2 separate regions of the Mus musculus genome follow, and region 2 is linked to region 1. A link is a contact called in public capture Hi-C data. All regions are on one chromosome and are shown on one strand. The core of a region is the stretch at or near the end of the contact, and the rest is flanking DNA. Distances in the headings are between cores, read along the strand shown. Region 1 has its middle 26 kb from the start of Gm36723. Region 2 has its middle 3.9 kb from the start of Rsad2.

Region 1 (2,946 bases), core at 273-2,772:
CACAGATTCACATGTGCCCACACACATGTGAAACACACACACACACACACACACACACACACACACACACACACACACCTGGGCAAAAATCTAGGGAGAAAGAGCATTACCAATGTAGCTAACTAGCAAGAGTTGCTGTTTCCATCACGATCATACCATTTCTCAGGCAGCTATAATTGGATCTGGACTCTTTCACCAGAGGCCATGTTTTAACATCTTTATTTTCAGTGGATGACACTCTGAGGGAAGTTTAAAACCTTCAGAAGTTTTCCTCTACGAAGAAATTAGGTCATCATAGGTGTGTCCTGGATGAGGATATTGAGTCTCTAGTCTGCTTCCTGTCCACCATGAAATAGCCAGCATATTGCACCATGTGCCCCTGCTTCAGCACAGTTATGTACAGTCCTCCACACCAAAACAGACCTTCCTTCTGATAACTTAACACAAGAATCTTTTTCACAGTGATAAAGGCAGAACCAGCACACTAACTCTTAAAATGTATAATTTATTGAGATTTTCCTATTCTCAACAGATTTCAACTTCCATATTTAACTACATATTATTAATTTTATACTTTTAAAGAAAATTATACAATCTTTAAACCCCCAAAGCACCCCAGAGATCTACCCTTAACTTTGAGAAATTCTGATATCAAAAACAAATCCCCATCATAGAAGAGAATTCCTCTTGAGTGACAGAGGACAAATCCTCATTTTTCATGAATGGAAAGTTACTTTGGAATTAAAACAAATACTAAAATAGTATTAAAACAAATTAATAAATTAAAACAAGTCTAAAATAGAGTTTAGTCTACTAAGGCTTACAAAGGTATGGAATACTGGCCTGTGGAATATACTGGAATCTACTTCTGTGGTTATTAGCAGGTAAAAGCTAAATCTCTGTAGATGAAATCTCTGTAGATGATTGGGTATAGGAGGGAAGGTAGATGACTCTAAGGGATGAATCCTGAGGACAGTGACCCTCGTCCAGTCCGGACCCACACCTTGACTGCTGATGGTGGCTCTGGCTCCATAGCTGGGACTGTTAGTTTTACTTGTTGACTTGACACAATGTAGAGTCTCAGTGAGAGAGTGACTAGATCAGGTTAGCCCATGGGCATGTTATGGAGTATTGTCTCGATTGCCTTAATTGATAAGAAAGTGGGTAGCCCCTCCCCAAGTCCAGGCCTTGGACTATAGAAGAGTAGAGAAAGCCAACAGTGTACTAAGCAGGCCTTTCCTCTCTGCTCTTGACTCTGGATCTGACAGAAGCTTCAAGTTCCTCACCTTGTGACTTCCCCACATCGATGGACTAGCAGACTGTAAGCTAAAATGAACCCTTTCTCCCATAGGTTGCTTTCTGTAAAGATATCTTATCACAGAAACAGAAATGAAACTCGGACAATGGACTCCCACCAAAAGTCCTTGGAGAGGGAAATCTCTAAGCAGCTCCCTGCCCAGCTCCACCAAGCTCCTCCCAGTTCCACCCAGCTCCAGTGTCATGCTCTGGTTTCTGCCAACAATCACTGATATGTCCGTCTGCTGCCCAGTCTCACATCCCCATTTCTGTCAACATCCTCTCAGCCTTCAAGTCTAGCACCACCAGGCCTCCACCGATAAACTGGACCACTTCCCACTCTGAATGTCAGAGGCTAATCTGTGGCTTGTTGGTCCCTCTCTCACTTGCTTGAGAGACCTCCTTCCTCCTACTCCACCAGGTTCATCTTGACTTTCATCTGAGGCCAAACCTAGCTGCCACCACCTCCTCCTCCTCCTCCTCTTCCTCCTCATCTCCCTCTTCCTCCTCTTTCTCCTCCTTCTCAATTCCTCATCTGGGTTCTTCTTGGACCACCACCAGTCCTACACAGAATCAAGGCCTCACTTATTTACTTCCTCTCCTGCTTCAGACATATTCCCCAAAATACGGATGCCAAAGACAGCTGGAAGTCAGTCTGGCTAGTACTGAGTTTGCTGGTGAGACATCTCAGAGGAAGGTTAGCATATGTCAGGTTAGATTGTTTGTAAGAGTCCTGCACATATCCACGTGTGCCTTGGGAAGAGGTTTGATTGCATTCCCCAGACATTAGAGCTATGTCACAAACTCTGTGGGAGGAACTCCCAGAAATCCACCTGCTGCAAAATCTCACAGCACACAGATGAACAGAGCCATTAGCTCAAGCAACAAGCAGATGCCCAGAGTGTGGTTCAAAAGATGCCAGGAAGCCACTGTGCAACCTCTCCTCTCCGGGATGGTACAGAGATTTAAAAAAGAAAGGAAAAAACCTTCATCACTAAATAAATAACAGGGTCAAGGTAGACCCAGAGTCTCCACCTCTGGTTTCCTCTGATCCTGCATGGCCCACACCCAAATGCAGGTAAAAGGTGACCCATGCCACATGTCATGGAGGAGAGAGCTGGGACTCTGGTGCTTGGCTTTCCTTATTTCCTCCTTTCCCCATTTCCTGCCCCACTCTCCCCAGGAATCATTCCACACAGCAGCCTTTACCCACTCTGTGCTAGGCTTTGGGGAAGGGAGCTGTAGAGGGAGGGAGACTGCTTGTCAAAGCCCAGAGGAAGGGGACATCAGAGCCACTGGCTATGCCCAGCACCCAGAGGCTGGAGTGGCTCAGGCTGTGGGAATTAAAAGACAGAAAATAGATGATTTGTAAGCCTTTCTGTATGCAGGGCAGGACTGACATTTCTGCTTCACACCTATGCTTTTCCCTCCAGCAATTCCTACAAGACCCAGCCAAACACTTTATTACAATCTTCAAACATTCACTGGGTGAACTTTCAGCCCACCACAATGATTGCTGAATCACAAGGTTATGGAATCCTTTTAACAATTGAATAAATACCCATTTAAAATGAGATCATGAAAAATCACCCAGTGTTTGCAATCAGCTCTGCCATCATTTTGGAGGATATGAAATGAGTATTTACAAAA
Region 2 (2,946 bases), core at 216-2,715, 1.1 Mb before region 1:
TAGAGTCAAGGAGCAACCCCCAAGGCTGTCCTCTGACCTCCATAACCAAATGAACTCCCCAGATTATACAGAAACAGAATATGCACTTTCATGATCCCTTCTCTCTGTTGGGAAAGGAGTTGGGATTGCCCAGCTTGCCTCCAGAACACTGGAAACAACAAAAGACTGACCTGTGAGCTCTGGACAGCAGAGCTGTAACTTCCTCCATTGTATTAGTTACTTTTCCAGACTGTTGTTGTCAAGCCCATGACCTGCACCAATGTAAGGGGAAAAGAATTCCTGTTGGCTCAGGGTATGATGGGAGATGGTAGGGAAGGCACACAGGCAGGTGATGAGGGGCTGGTCCCACTGTGTCCACAGTCAGGAAGCAGAGAGAGAGGAATCTGGTGCTCAACTCCTCTTTCCAGTGTTATTCAGTCTGGGCTGCAGCCTACGGGTGCCACTCACATCCATAGAAGGTCTTCCCTCCTCAGTTAAGCTCCCTGGAAACATCTGAATATGAAAACACAGAGATATTCCATCGTGACACTGAATCCAGTCAAGTTGACAATAACCATCACATTTATATTTTACTCACAATTGTTCATATTTTTATATGACAATTTCATACAGGAATCTCAATCAATGCACATCAAAGAAAAGGAAGATGAGAAACTGAAGTTTGTCTGAGTACCTGAATGAATGAATGAATGAATGAATGAATGATGAATGATTGCAAGAAACCAACCTGCACAGAGAACTCTTACCAAGAAGATGAGTAATGCTATTATGGAAGTCAGTTATGAAGCAGTGTAGCCAGTGTTTAAACCCTGACTGAGACCTTGCTCCCTGAGTGAGATAAGTGTCCTAAGCTGTGAATCAGCAAGCAAACTGCAGCACAGGGCCAGGCTCTGAAGCAGAGAAGACATCCCTCACTCTACCATGGCAAGCTCTGCCCTTAGTGCTTAACCTGCACCAGACCCCTTGATATCACAATGCCATGAGTGAGTTAGGCATGACTATCCATGTTTATCAGATATAACACAGGGTCAGGCAGACAAGGGGCTAGGTATAGAACTAAGATGCAACTCCCTGCGTAAACACAGAAAACAGACGTCCCCAAATATGATACTGAATCAAGTCAACTTGACAATCACATTTATATTTCATTCACACTTGATGAAATTGGTACATGGCAGTTTCCCATGACCATCTCAATCAGTAAGCCTCAAAGAAAAGGAAAACAGCTTGAGAGAAGCATGCCCGAATAGAGGAATGAATGACACACTCAAAAATAAATCTCATGCAGGTATCCAAATCTACCCCAAAGTTTGTGATTCCAACTTAGCCGGGACCTACCACAGAAATATTTTCTCTCACACTAAAGCTCGACATCATAGCTATGTGACCTTTCAGAAGGCATTTCTCAAGTTGTGCCAGAGATTGCAACACCTTTATTTCCACCTCTTTCCAGGGCTCAAGTCGGATGACCCTGGCATAACTGACCTCAACAGATGGCTGTGGCATAACTGACCTCATTAAACACCAGGACTGTGCTGCAGAGTTTACTTTCAGTTTCCTAGTACAAAAATAGCAGAAGTTTCTGTTTCCATCCACAACAATGGCTCAGGGTAGGCAGTGTTCTGTTGCTTCAGGAAAATGAGTGTTTTCCCTTTTCACAAAGATAACAGGACATGTTTACTGAGGAAAGTAGAAGTTCACAGTGCAGTAACTAGTCCTTGAGCACAGTACCTCGGCAGCAGCACCTAGCCTCTGAGCACAGTACCTCAGCAGCAGCACCCAGACCCTGAGCACAGTACCTCAGCAGCAGCACCCAGACCCTGAGCACAGTACCTCAGCAGCAGCACCCAGACCCTGATCACAGTACCTCAGCAGCATCACCCAGACTCTGAGCACAGTACCTCAGCAGCATCACCCAGACCCTGATCACAGTACCTCAGCAGCATCACCCAGACCCTGAGCACAGTACCTCAGCAGCATCACCCAGACCCTGAGCATAGTACCTCAGCAGCATCACCCAGCTCCTCAGTACAGAACTTAAGCAGCAACATCTGAGTACAGAACCACACCCAAGAATCAACCACCAGATTTTTTTCACTTTTCACAGACATATATAAACAACATTCTGATAAAAAATGAATCTAGTACAGTCTAATTCAGAAGTCTATTACACTTCTTAAGAAAATGTGAAAATGAGGCCTGAGGATATGACTTGGTTGGTAAAGAATTGCCATGAGGCATGAAGACCTGAATTCAGATCTCTAGCACCCACATAAAAAGCCAGGTATGGCAGCCTGTGCCTACAGTCCTAGCAACAGGGAAGGCAAAAGCAGGTAGACCTGCTGGAGCTTGCCTAGCAAGTCCTAGGCTCTGGCTGTCTCCATATCCCCAGTGCTGGGATTTCAGTCAGGTGATATCAAACATGCCATTATTTACATAGGTTCTGGGAATCAAATTCAGGTTCCCCCAGTTGTAAGGTGTACAAATGAGTATGGTCTTTCCTTCTGTGAGCAGAACAGATTCACCTCATTGCCATTTTGGAGCAAAGATTTTTCTTATTCCCCAATCAGGAAAAGCAATTCAGTGATATCCAAGTCTGTAATAACAGAGGAGAGCTATTGATGTGCCGTAGTGGAAAGCAGTGGGGAAATGTCACAAGACCTCCACTTGGTGTGTAGCTGTGACCCCTCCTTGCTCCCATTAACTCAAGTGACCCTGGGAAATGCTAGGATATATGGGAAGTTTAAGGTTAACTGAAAGAGGGGGCTGCGTGATGCAGTTCCCGTGACATCGTCATCCATGATGGGATGGGACTTTGCCAAGGTGCGTTTCTTTCTAAGCAGCCTACTCCTAAAGCTCTGGAAGTCCAGTAAACTCACTGGCTCACTGACTTTGCTGGAATTGTACATTGGTCCTTCGTTGGTACCCTAACTGAGATGAAAAGAT

The links. Capture Hi-C pulls out chosen DNA fragments and counts their contacts.
Region 2: a capture Hi-C map of macrophages shows a contact between it and region 1, with 5 times the contacts expected there. The contact joins two enhancer-like sites. A contact is called at or near these places in 2 of 9 other capture datasets (liver and macrophages).

The regions. Positions count from the first base shown.
Region 1 is chr12:25,328,802-25,331,747 of GRCm38.p6, reverse strand. No RefSeq gene overlaps it. Among named protein-coding and RNA genes, the nearest start is that of Gm36723, 26 kb to the left of the region's middle. Within about 2 kb of position 1,522, at least 42 of the 459 cell types and tissues checked have an H3K27ac peak or open chromatin away from gene starts, as enhancers often do. A contact at or near this core is called in macrophages, where this site is marked.
Region 2 is chr12:26,458,875-26,461,820 of GRCm38.p6, reverse strand. No RefSeq gene overlaps it. Among named protein-coding and RNA genes, the nearest start is that of Rsad2, 3.9 kb to the right of the region's middle. Within about 2 kb of position 1,465, at least 97 of the 459 cell types and tissues checked have an H3K27ac peak or open chromatin away from gene starts, as enhancers often do. A contact at or near this core is called in macrophages, where this site is marked.